Regions from separate parts of the Mus musculus genome. Here region 1 is linked to region 2. Evidence: chromatin contacts called from public promoter capture Hi-C data. All regions are on one chromosome and are shown on one strand. Each heading gives the region's core, a stretch centred on a gene start, on an enhancer-like site or on the middle of the called end of the contact. The rest is flanking DNA. Distances are from core to core; before and after follow the strand shown. Region 1 overlaps Cald1 (caldesmon 1). Region 2 overlaps Cald1 (caldesmon 1).

Region 1 (5,002 bases), core at 2,070-4,569, 89 kb before region 2:
GCCTTACAGATTTTCTTGTGTGGCACTTAAAATATCCTGAAGAGTCCTCGCCTGGACTAGTGTATCTGTATTCCAAGAGACGAATAACCAGGAAGGCTTAGGCTGTTTTCTGATGAGACACGAAAGCAACCTCTGCTGCGGTAACACAGACAACAGACTTCTAAACTGCCACATAGTTTGATTACAAATGACCCTTTGCAACAGCAGCATCAGCATATGGGTTTCTAATCCTGTGTACATTCTGCTCTCTAGCCAAACCACTGGCCATCTGGACCCCGACTCTGAGGGAGGGCAGTTCAGTTTAGTTGAGAGAGCAGAGCAATGAACCCTAGGCAGGATAGGGTATGTAGACACCTAGAGTTTGAGGAGGAGGCAGGGAATGTGGCAGATACCAAGGTGGAGTTTTGGATGGTGGTGTGGGATGTTGGCTGCGACTGCCTATGCTCTGACACCGAGCCGCTAGAACAAAGGCATCTTTAAGACACTGGTGGAGGAGTTGCTCTGTTTAAGCCACTGGAGGAGGAAGCCAAGGGGGAACATGGCTTAAAATAGAGTTATGATTCGGCAGGGGAGCCAAGAAACGTGCAAGGATGTAATGGAAGTTCAAGTGTGGTAAATATTAAAGGAGATTTATGCAGAAGCGTAAAGGATGGATAATACTGTCTTGACCATAGGATCAAAGAAGGCTTCCTGGAGAAAGTGACAGTTGAGCTGGGCCTAGGATTCAGGGTGTGCAAGGAGGGAAGAGGCCCTTTCTTCATTCAGAGAGCACAAATGGAAAGTTGTAAAGTCAGGAAATGTGGACATGGAAAAGCAAACACTTCAGTCTGGCCAGGGCTCAGGACGCAGGAAGGGCACCAGGGAAGGAAGCTCAGGTTACGTATGGTCCAGACCCGAGCGTGGCTCCACTAAGAGGAAGGGCAGACCAGCAAGTCTACAGATCTTGAGAGAGGATCCTTCCTGGGTCCAGCCCCGTGGAAACGCAGCCTAAATGTAGGACAGACAGCACATACGGAGGACAGACAGCACACATGGAGGACAGACAGCACACACGGAGGAGGATTTCCTAGTTCTGTCTCCACTCCAGGTGTTTCAACTCATCCTACAGCTTTTCCCTGGGAAATAAAAGAAATAGGGCCAGCTACCCAATATCAAGGGCTCCATAAATCTTAGCAACAAGAAGAGCCTTGAGCTCAGCAAATCCTTGGGCCATTCAGAACAGTAGTTTGTGGCAGACTTCTCAAGAGCAGTAAGTTAGGCCCTCAATTCTTTGTGAACTGAATAGCTGCTCTCTCTCTCTCTCTCTCCCTCTCTCTCTCTCTCTACCCCCATCTCCCTTACCCCATCAGCCTTCCACTAAACCTACACTTGTGTGTTAAGGTGTGCAAAGCTTGGGGCATAGGAGGTACAATAGGATGGAATTGGGGAGGTGATCTTAATTTAATCACTGCTCTGTGCACGGTAACCTGGGGACCTGAGCCGGACAGTGCTACTACTGCAGAGCTACTGACCACTGGGCCAGGGTTTTAGTTCAGTTCCCACCCAGGGTGTCTTCCTACCCTGGGGACATCCTCAAGATGTTCTGCCAATTAACCAATGGCCTCCCATCATCACAGAGGCCAGGGACGGCCAAACTATGGCCTGCTGGTCAAATCCAGTCCACACATCTTTTCCGTAAGTTATTTCCTTAGAAACTAACTATTCTCATCTTGTCTATGATCCATCTGAGCCTCCAGTTTCAGAGGTGAGTTAAAGGGGCAGAAGCTACATAGCTCACAGATTTGAAAGGAAACACCATGTGATCCTGTGTTGATCACGCATGGCTATTTGCTTGTAATTGATTTGTAACAATGGTCTTAATACTCCTATCAAAAATTAAACAGAGCCAGGTGTGGTGGTGGACAACTTTCTTCCCAGCACTCAGGCAGAAGCAGACAGACATCTATGAGCCTGGTCTATGTAGCAAATTCTAGGCCAGCCTGGGCTACATAGTGAGACTTTGTCTAACAAAGAAAGAAAGAAAGAAAGAAAGAAAGAAAGAAAGAAAGAAAGAAAGAAAGAAAGAAAGAAAGAAAACAACAAAAAGCCAGGTGCCATCAGTTATCTGTCTTGATTTATATATATTCAGTTATTTACAAATTAATCATATATAGTACTATTGAAATGCTTACACATTATAAAACACAAAAAGAAGTGTAAGAGAATAATACTGAAAAAACTTATTAAAGGTCTAATTTATCAGTATTCATAGAACTTCTATTACATCTTAATCTTAGTTTTAGCACACTGTGATCAGTTATTTGAAAGCCTGGCTAGCGTGAGCTTCAGTTGATTCTGCCATTCAACTTTCAATGACAGTTGCAGCTTAGGGTTTTTTTTTTTTTTTTTAATTTTTAAAATTATATGAGTATGAGTGTTTGCTTGAATTTATACGTGAGCACCATGTGTATGTCTGGTGCTTGAGGAAGTCAGAAAAGGGTGGTAGATGCCCTGGAACCAGAATCATGGATGTTTGTGAGCCATCGAGGGGTGTTGGGGATTGAAGCCAGGTCCCCTGCAAGAACAACTGCTCTTAAGGGCTGAGTCCTCTCTCCAGTCCCTTAGTCTTGTGTTTAAGTTTATGGAAAATGGATACGTACAAGTGGGAGAGATAAACGCTTGGTATGTTGAAGCATGGAGCTAACATACTAAATCCCCCCTAATTTCCAATGTGTGTCTGTCCACCATTTCTCCTTCCAAAGCCACACGAATTTTAAATAAATTGCTTCAACTTCTACTTGTGAGATTTAAGAGTTTTATTTCCCCCTCAAGCCTAGGTATGAAGACAAGGTATGATTGTCTTGGTAGATCACACTTACAGATTTTTTCAACAACAAAATCACAAACGAAAGTCTATTTTCCACATAATTTTTTTTTTTACCATGTGAGTTTTTGCTGAAGGTGAAAATGTTGGTCAGTGACTATGGCGGTCGATGGCTGTGCGGTCGGCGACTGTACTAAGAACCTTGGGCTTGTATATCTACAGTGGGTGGACTGTGTGCTACGTGGATTGGGTTTCAGTAGAGATTACAGACCTAGGAAAAGCCTTTGGCTCCTCACACAGCCTGCTGAAAAAAGCAAGCGAGGGGCAGAGGAAGCCCTCCTCCGTGCTCCCTCAGCGAGGTGGGCACTGGCTCCCTGAGCACAACCTTCCTTGTATTTCCAGCAATTTCCCTTCTGCCTGCAGCTTCTGCACAAACCTTCAAAGCACAGGGCTCTTTAGCAATGTTAGTTTAAACTAGATAAGGCCTGCCACAGGTAAACCTTCTGACTCCACCGAGACTAGAGGGCCACGTGGCACCGAGAGCTGCGCATTCTAAGCCCCGTGCTTGCCTCTGGGGATGGTACACATGGCTAGAAAAGGGGTCAGGGGTAAGGTGTCAGGGCCAGAAGGGATGGCCAGAAAAGTACCAGAAAAAGCTTTAATTCTTTGCCCTTCCACTCCATTTTCTCTTCCCCTGCCTTCCTGCTTCTATAGCAACATTAACATCCCCCTTTCCTCTTGCCAGCTCCAGATGCACCGACCCTCCACCCTCGAGAGAGGCTCAGAAGCAGCAGGCATCCTGAAAATCGGCCTGTGCCTCCTGTGAAGTCACCAAGGTTGTGTCAGACCTGCATCACGGACTGCTTTATTTGCATCTAAGACCCCACCCCCTACATCCATCATCAGGAGTGTTCCTCTAGAGCTAAAGTTCTGTTTCACCCCCACCTCACCCCGGCACCATGTGATTTCCATACACTACTTTCATTGACTAAGGATGCCCAAAAGCATGAAAGGGAAGCAAAAGGCATTGAAACACTGACAGGTGGCACCTGGGGAGGCACCGAAGGTGTTCCGGGGTGTGGGGGAATCTCACTGAGGGAAGAAATGACCGTGACTATGAGATGACAGATCAGAACCATATTAAACCTGAACGGAGCAACAGCATCAGCTTCACAGCTTGATGGCAGAGGTGACATCAGCAACAAATACAAGAGCGGGACCCCAACTTGTCACATTTCTCTCAAACCCTCCCCCTCTAAACATTGAAAGTGTGGTAACCCGACACCTCATTTCTCTCAAATCCTTCCCTCTAATTGTTGAAAGCAATTACTGGCCACAAACTTTCCAGTGCTTGCTTGGGCTGGTACATTTTGCGCACTGGTCTAGAATGCAAATGTTTCAGTGGATTTATCATGGATATGCTTGGTATCCTTATGCTTCTTTCTTGGCAGAAGTCATTATTCAGATCCCTCCTGGAACTAGGAACTGGAAAAGGTATGTTTTCCTTGTCTAAAACCAAAGCAAGCAACAACAATAACCACAGCCACAATTGGTGGTGGACAGAAGACATATCTGATTTGAACCTGGTCAATAATGGGAGGCTAAGGCAAACTGAGTCACCTGGTGTGTGTGTTTGTTTGTTTGTTTGTTTTCTATTCAGACTGTGGACTCTGGTCCAGATCAAAGATTTATCTTTCTGTGTGTTTGTATGTGACTGTGTACACAGCACCTGCCTGTCTCTCTCATTGTTTGTATGTGAATGTGTACATACCACCTGCCTGTCTCTCTCATTGTTTGTATGTGAATGTGTACACACCACCTGACTGCCTCTCTCATTATGTGTGTGTGAATGTGTACACACCACTTGCCTGTCTCTCTCATTGTTTATGTGTAACCGTGTACACAGCACCTGCCTGTCTCTCTCATTGTTTGTATGTGACTGTGTACACACCACCTGCCTGTCTCTCTCATTGTTTATGTGTAACCGTGTACACACCACCTGCCTGCCTCTTTCATTGTGTGTGTGTAACTGTGTACACACCACCTGCCTGTCTCTCTCATGTTTGTGTGTGTGCCTGGCAGTCCTTTTGGCTTTTTGTGATGTCAGTGGAAAGCAAAACTAATTCAGAGAGAGCAGCATATTCAACTTTGCTCCTTTAGAAACATTTAATGAGCCCTAGCCAAAACTGGCTTGCAATT
Region 2 (4,655 bases), core at 848-3,347:
AGATCCACACGTGCACATTGATTCCTCCCCAGCTCTTTCGGAAAGGAGTTCCCTCTTGGTTGCAGCACCCTGAACTCTGACCCTTGTGTCTAAACTCTGAGCTATTAATGACCAATAAATCACTTCCGAGATTAATCTGTAGGAAGGGCCAGGGCGAGTTTGAGTATAAAATGACCTTGGATTGTTGTATGGTTAATAATCTGTACCTTCATTGCATAAGCAAATGCATTTTTGTAAATTGTGGAAACTAATAGCAGCTCTCAATGAAAAGGAAACTAATTTTTTTCTGAAAATTTTTTTTCCTGTAAATATAAAGGTTATATTATGAAAATACCTTTACAGACAGAGAAAATACAAATTTCCCCATTCCTCTTCAAGTCTTAAGATATTCTGTGGCCACTTAAAAACCCTAGGCACTGTAGTCATGTCTTAGAATAAATCCTCTGAGGGAGTAAATCCAAATGGAAACTTCTAGCAAACTTAACAGTTTAATGAAGCAGATTTGCTTCAGCAGGAGCACAGACTATGTCCAGAGCAACTTCTAGAATGAGGGAGCTGGAGCTAGATCATCTCCTCCTGGAGTCCCCCCGCCTTCTCTCTGAAACTTGTCTCTCTGGTACCCACTCCTACCCTCTTCCTTTAAACCTTGGGGTTTTGCAGTGATAGTTTCAGGTCAAACAACAGAAGAACGCTTTTCTCATTGTATATATTAAACACTTGGCACATGGTATTTTAAATGCTGGTACCAGGCTTCAAACACACACAAGTTCTGGAAGAATCTAAAGGCATTTTTAAGGTGGTGATAGGAAAGTTGGACAAGTGGGGCTTTAAAATCTCAGGGAAAATAACATTAACTTCAGCAATGGTCACTTCTTCACCTCCACTTTAGATCTGACCCAGGGATACAGATCTCAGAGTCTAATTTTTTTTTTTTAGCATGTTAGTAGAATGAGGGTCAGATGCTCTCTCAAGTTGTCGTTGACCAGTTACCACTCTAGTGGGAGGGGAAAGAAACCAAGACTAGAGATGAGAGAAATTCACAGATATTATGGGATAAAAGTCACAGCATCTCCTCCTTGGTATTCCAATGAGTCACAGGGAGCTGGGATTTTTCCCCCCTCCATTTGTAGATGAAGAAATTGAAATTGGGTGAAGTTAAGAAGCTTGGTTAGCAACAGATAAGCAGCATGGTTATGACTAGATTTTGGGGTCTTCATCTTCTCTTCTGCCTGTCTAAGGGGAATTCTTACTTTTAAAACAAAGAAGAAAAAAAGGTTGCTCAATTATGTAATTTCACTTATAGTTGTTTGACTAGAAATAAATGATATCTTTTTAACAAGAATCTGTCGACAAAAAAGCTAGTTAATGCTTAAGAAAAAAAAATAATTTGATTGAAAAATCCTTTGTTTCAGTGGTCTTGTGCAGACCTGGACTTAATGAATGGCTACCTCTAACTCCCCTTGCTGCAAGAATACAAAAGGACCCAGAGGCAAGCCCATGGCAAATTGCCACTCCAAACAAATTGCTGTCTGTGAGCTCTCACACTTGAATTACCCTTCCAGGATTAAGGCTTGAGACTGTGAAAAATTAAAAATGTTGCCTAAGCCAGGAAATAGCAAATGAATCACAAGTCTCACTAGGAAGCTTAACTCTAGATCTAATCTTCCACTTTGGTGACGTTTAAACTGTGCGTTATCTTTAACAGACCAAATCCCCCCTCTGGCAGGATCTGGAGATGCTATTTTTGTGGTAATTAAAAATTTTTTTTAAATCACATGGCCTGTTCTTTATGTTCAGTTTATGTAGGAGTTGAGACCACTTCAAACATAACTTTTCTTCCCTAGTCAGATGGCTATTTAATATCATGTCATTCGCTGGTTGAAATAAAATAAGTTAATCAGCACAAAAGAAATACATGAACACCCCAAAAAGAATTGAAATGTATCTCTGAGAAATGATTTTTCTTTTCCAAAGCCAGACATCAAAGGCTGCCTCTTGAAGAAAGTTTATTTTGAGAAGCTTCAGTCAAAACAATTTGGAAACTATGAAATGAGTCAGTCTTTCTTAAAGAAATGTAACTTTGTCTGTTCCCTTGCATTTTGGGTTTGGTAGGAGACATCTTTATTCCACGGGGTTTTGAAAGCATGTTTAGGATTCCATAGGTTTAGTATAACATCACTAATGGTTTCTAATGAGATCCAGGCAGTGGCGAGAGGGAGAGAAAAGAACAGCACAAAAGCTGAATTTTACACCACCAAGCACCATGTAAAATGTGGGAAAGGCTCCACACTTTATCTGTTGCCGAGGCCATGTGGAATGGAAGGGGAAAGTTCGCAGGCAATCAACCAGACGTGTGGACAGCACGACACCCAGGGTTTGGCTCTTCAGAATCAGACATCCAAATGGCTGGATTTGTAATGGTGCCTGTGCATATGCAGGGAATGTCAGTATCTAGATATTGTAGTGATCCTACTGGGCTCTTCAGGCTCCAGTTACTTGCTTGGTTCAAGTCTCATAGACGCCTTTCCTCTGGGGAGCATATCTGTGTAGCCATCAGAGGATGAGGCTAAAATAAAATTTCCTCAAGCTTCCAGCATCTCTGGCATTTGCAGGACACTGGATGAGGGGAGAGTTGGAGTGGGTGGCGTCATGCATGGGGGAGTCAGTTTTCTATGGACTCACTTAGCAAATTGCAACTCGAGGCAATCCCACAAGTATTGAGTTCAGAGTCTATACATAGAGTACTACAGTCTGCAGAGAGGGGCAGGCAAACAAAGAGAAAAGAAGACATAATTTCTGCCTCCACTACCATCCAGTCAGGAGCATAGACAAACAGGCAACGGCCTTACAACATGGATAGAGTTGTATGGGGAATGCGAAATCCTCCCAACCTCTTTTCAAACGAAGTAGAACAAATTGTTTGGGGACAGGAAGTGGGAAGATTTGAAAAGGAAATGGTAAAACTCGATGTCTCAGAAACGCAGAATATTTTTACAAGGAAGTCTCAGTGTCTTAAATTATTTACGGTGAGAGTTACCCATACATTCGACAAGTACTGAACTAGCATACAACATTCCGGGACTCTGCTAGGAAAGTTAATATTTTCACATTATTTACCCAATATTTACATAACTTTACATTTCATCGAGTTTCTTCTGAAAAACTTCTGTTTTGACTTTCAACTGCATAATAAAATTGGGTCAGTTCACCATCTGTGTTACTTGTCCTCCGATGGGCAACGGGTTTGACAAGTTACCTGATCAATTCACGTGCAGAAACATGATTCTAAATCTTCTAGGAAGTATCCCTCCATCCTCGTTTCCCCTTATAACTCACCAACAACGCTGGTTGTCACCATAAAACAAAGAGAACTCTACTTCCCTGTGTAAGTAAATACACTTGGGACTGAGCCACTAGCATTAGAAAAGAAAGCTATGGTACCTTATCAAATAGAAAATTCTAAAAACCAAGCACTTCTGACTTGCTTTTAGCACAGATTCTTAGTTTAGCAGGGAGTATGCTCAAGATAATAGAGTGTTGGCTGCAGTCTGGCAGTGTTTCCAAAAAGAATCAGTGTGTGCCATACAGCCAGCTCTGGAGCTTGGTCTGCAATATCCAGCGGATAAACTGCAGTCTATAATTCCCATTTAATCAGGAGGAGAGTTCAGTGCACTGCAACATTCTCATATCTTTTACAAGAATTAATTGCTAGGGTAAACACCATTTCTTTTTACAAAAATATGTAGACACATCTAAAAAAACACAAAGACCATTTATAAAATTACTTATATCCATGTTCAGAAGTAAGTTTTGTTAATATGTGGTGAGTATAATTCTGAATATATAGGAGAATATGTGTAGCTCAAATATCATAAAAAGCATAATATAATATTGGAAACTATTAGTTACCATTATTTAACAAGGAGATTAGAAGTTAAAAATCAGGTAAATGTTTCCGTCTAAAAAGAAATTTTTAAGTGAAAGTGGAAAAATAGAAGAGTTTTTTTGCCGATGTATTATTAGCAGCAGATATTGTCTTTAGATATTATCTGAATTCCTTCAATAGTGTATAGGGTACACATTTCCTCTACTCTTCCTGACTTCCTCATTTAAGCCTCACGATGATAGTATTTTACACTATCAAAGAAAATGCTATAGAGCTGACATTTACCGTCAGAAGTACAATAGTTACTTACGTTTTATATTTAAATCAACTAGTTGTAAAACTAGTCTAAATACAATCTAAAACAATTGGGTTCTAGCCACACAAAAATAGCAAATAGTTTGCATATCATCTCTCCCCTTTCAATGGTCACTGTGGACCCAAATTTCTATTTAAAAATTTCCCCTGGGGAATACAGCCTAATGTTCCGTAGTTATACTAACTAGTCTTCTTTTAAAAATTCGAAAATAGTGAAAATATGAATGTATATTTTGAATTCAGCACACCCTGAAATTTTCCTCCATCCATTGGTATGGCCTGTTCCCCACCCCAGGGGCAAAATCTTTGGGTGATATTGCAAACAAATACAGAACCTCTTTCTAACCGGGCAACTCTGGGATCCTGGTGTTGATGAGGGAATATCTGGTTTTTAAACGAGATTTCTAAAGGTACAAGGTAGGCTATCAGAACACCTCAACCTTCATAGTGGCTC

The links. Promoter capture Hi-C pulls out the DNA fragments that hold promoters and counts their contacts.
Region 1: a contact with region 2 is called in a promoter capture Hi-C map of cranial neural crest. The contact joins two enhancer-like sites. A contact is called at or near these places in 8 of 39 promoter capture datasets (cranial neural crest, embryonic stem cells, frontonasal cranial neural crest and 5 more), 5 of 484 Hi-C or Micro-C datasets (3T3-L1-derived adipocytes, muscle stem cells, nephron progenitors and 2 more), 2 of 115 datasets of contacts at active chromatin or transcription factors (embryonic stem cells and trophoblast stem cells) and 4 of 9 other capture datasets (adipose tissue, embryonic stem cells, liver and 1 more).

Annotation. Positions count from the first base shown.
Region 1 is chr6:34,725,813-34,730,814 of GRCm38.p6, reverse strand. The region is part of intron 3 of Cald1 (caldesmon 1); the gene reads right to left. Gm38787 (a long non-coding RNA gene) reads left to right here. Exons shown (of 3, transcript XR_868972.2): 1 at 1-4,297. Among named protein-coding and RNA genes, the nearest start is that of Gm38787, 4.5 kb to the left of the region's middle. Within about 2 kb of position 3,319, at least 11 of the 459 cell types and tissues checked have an H3K27ac peak or open chromatin away from gene starts, as enhancers often do.
Region 2 is chr6:34,635,798-34,640,452 of GRCm38.p6, reverse strand. The region is part of intron 1 of Cald1 (caldesmon 1); the gene reads right to left. Among named protein-coding and RNA genes, the nearest start is that of Gm13861, 16 kb to the left of the region's middle. Within about 2 kb of position 2,097, at least 34 of the 459 cell types and tissues checked have an H3K27ac peak or open chromatin away from gene starts, as enhancers often do.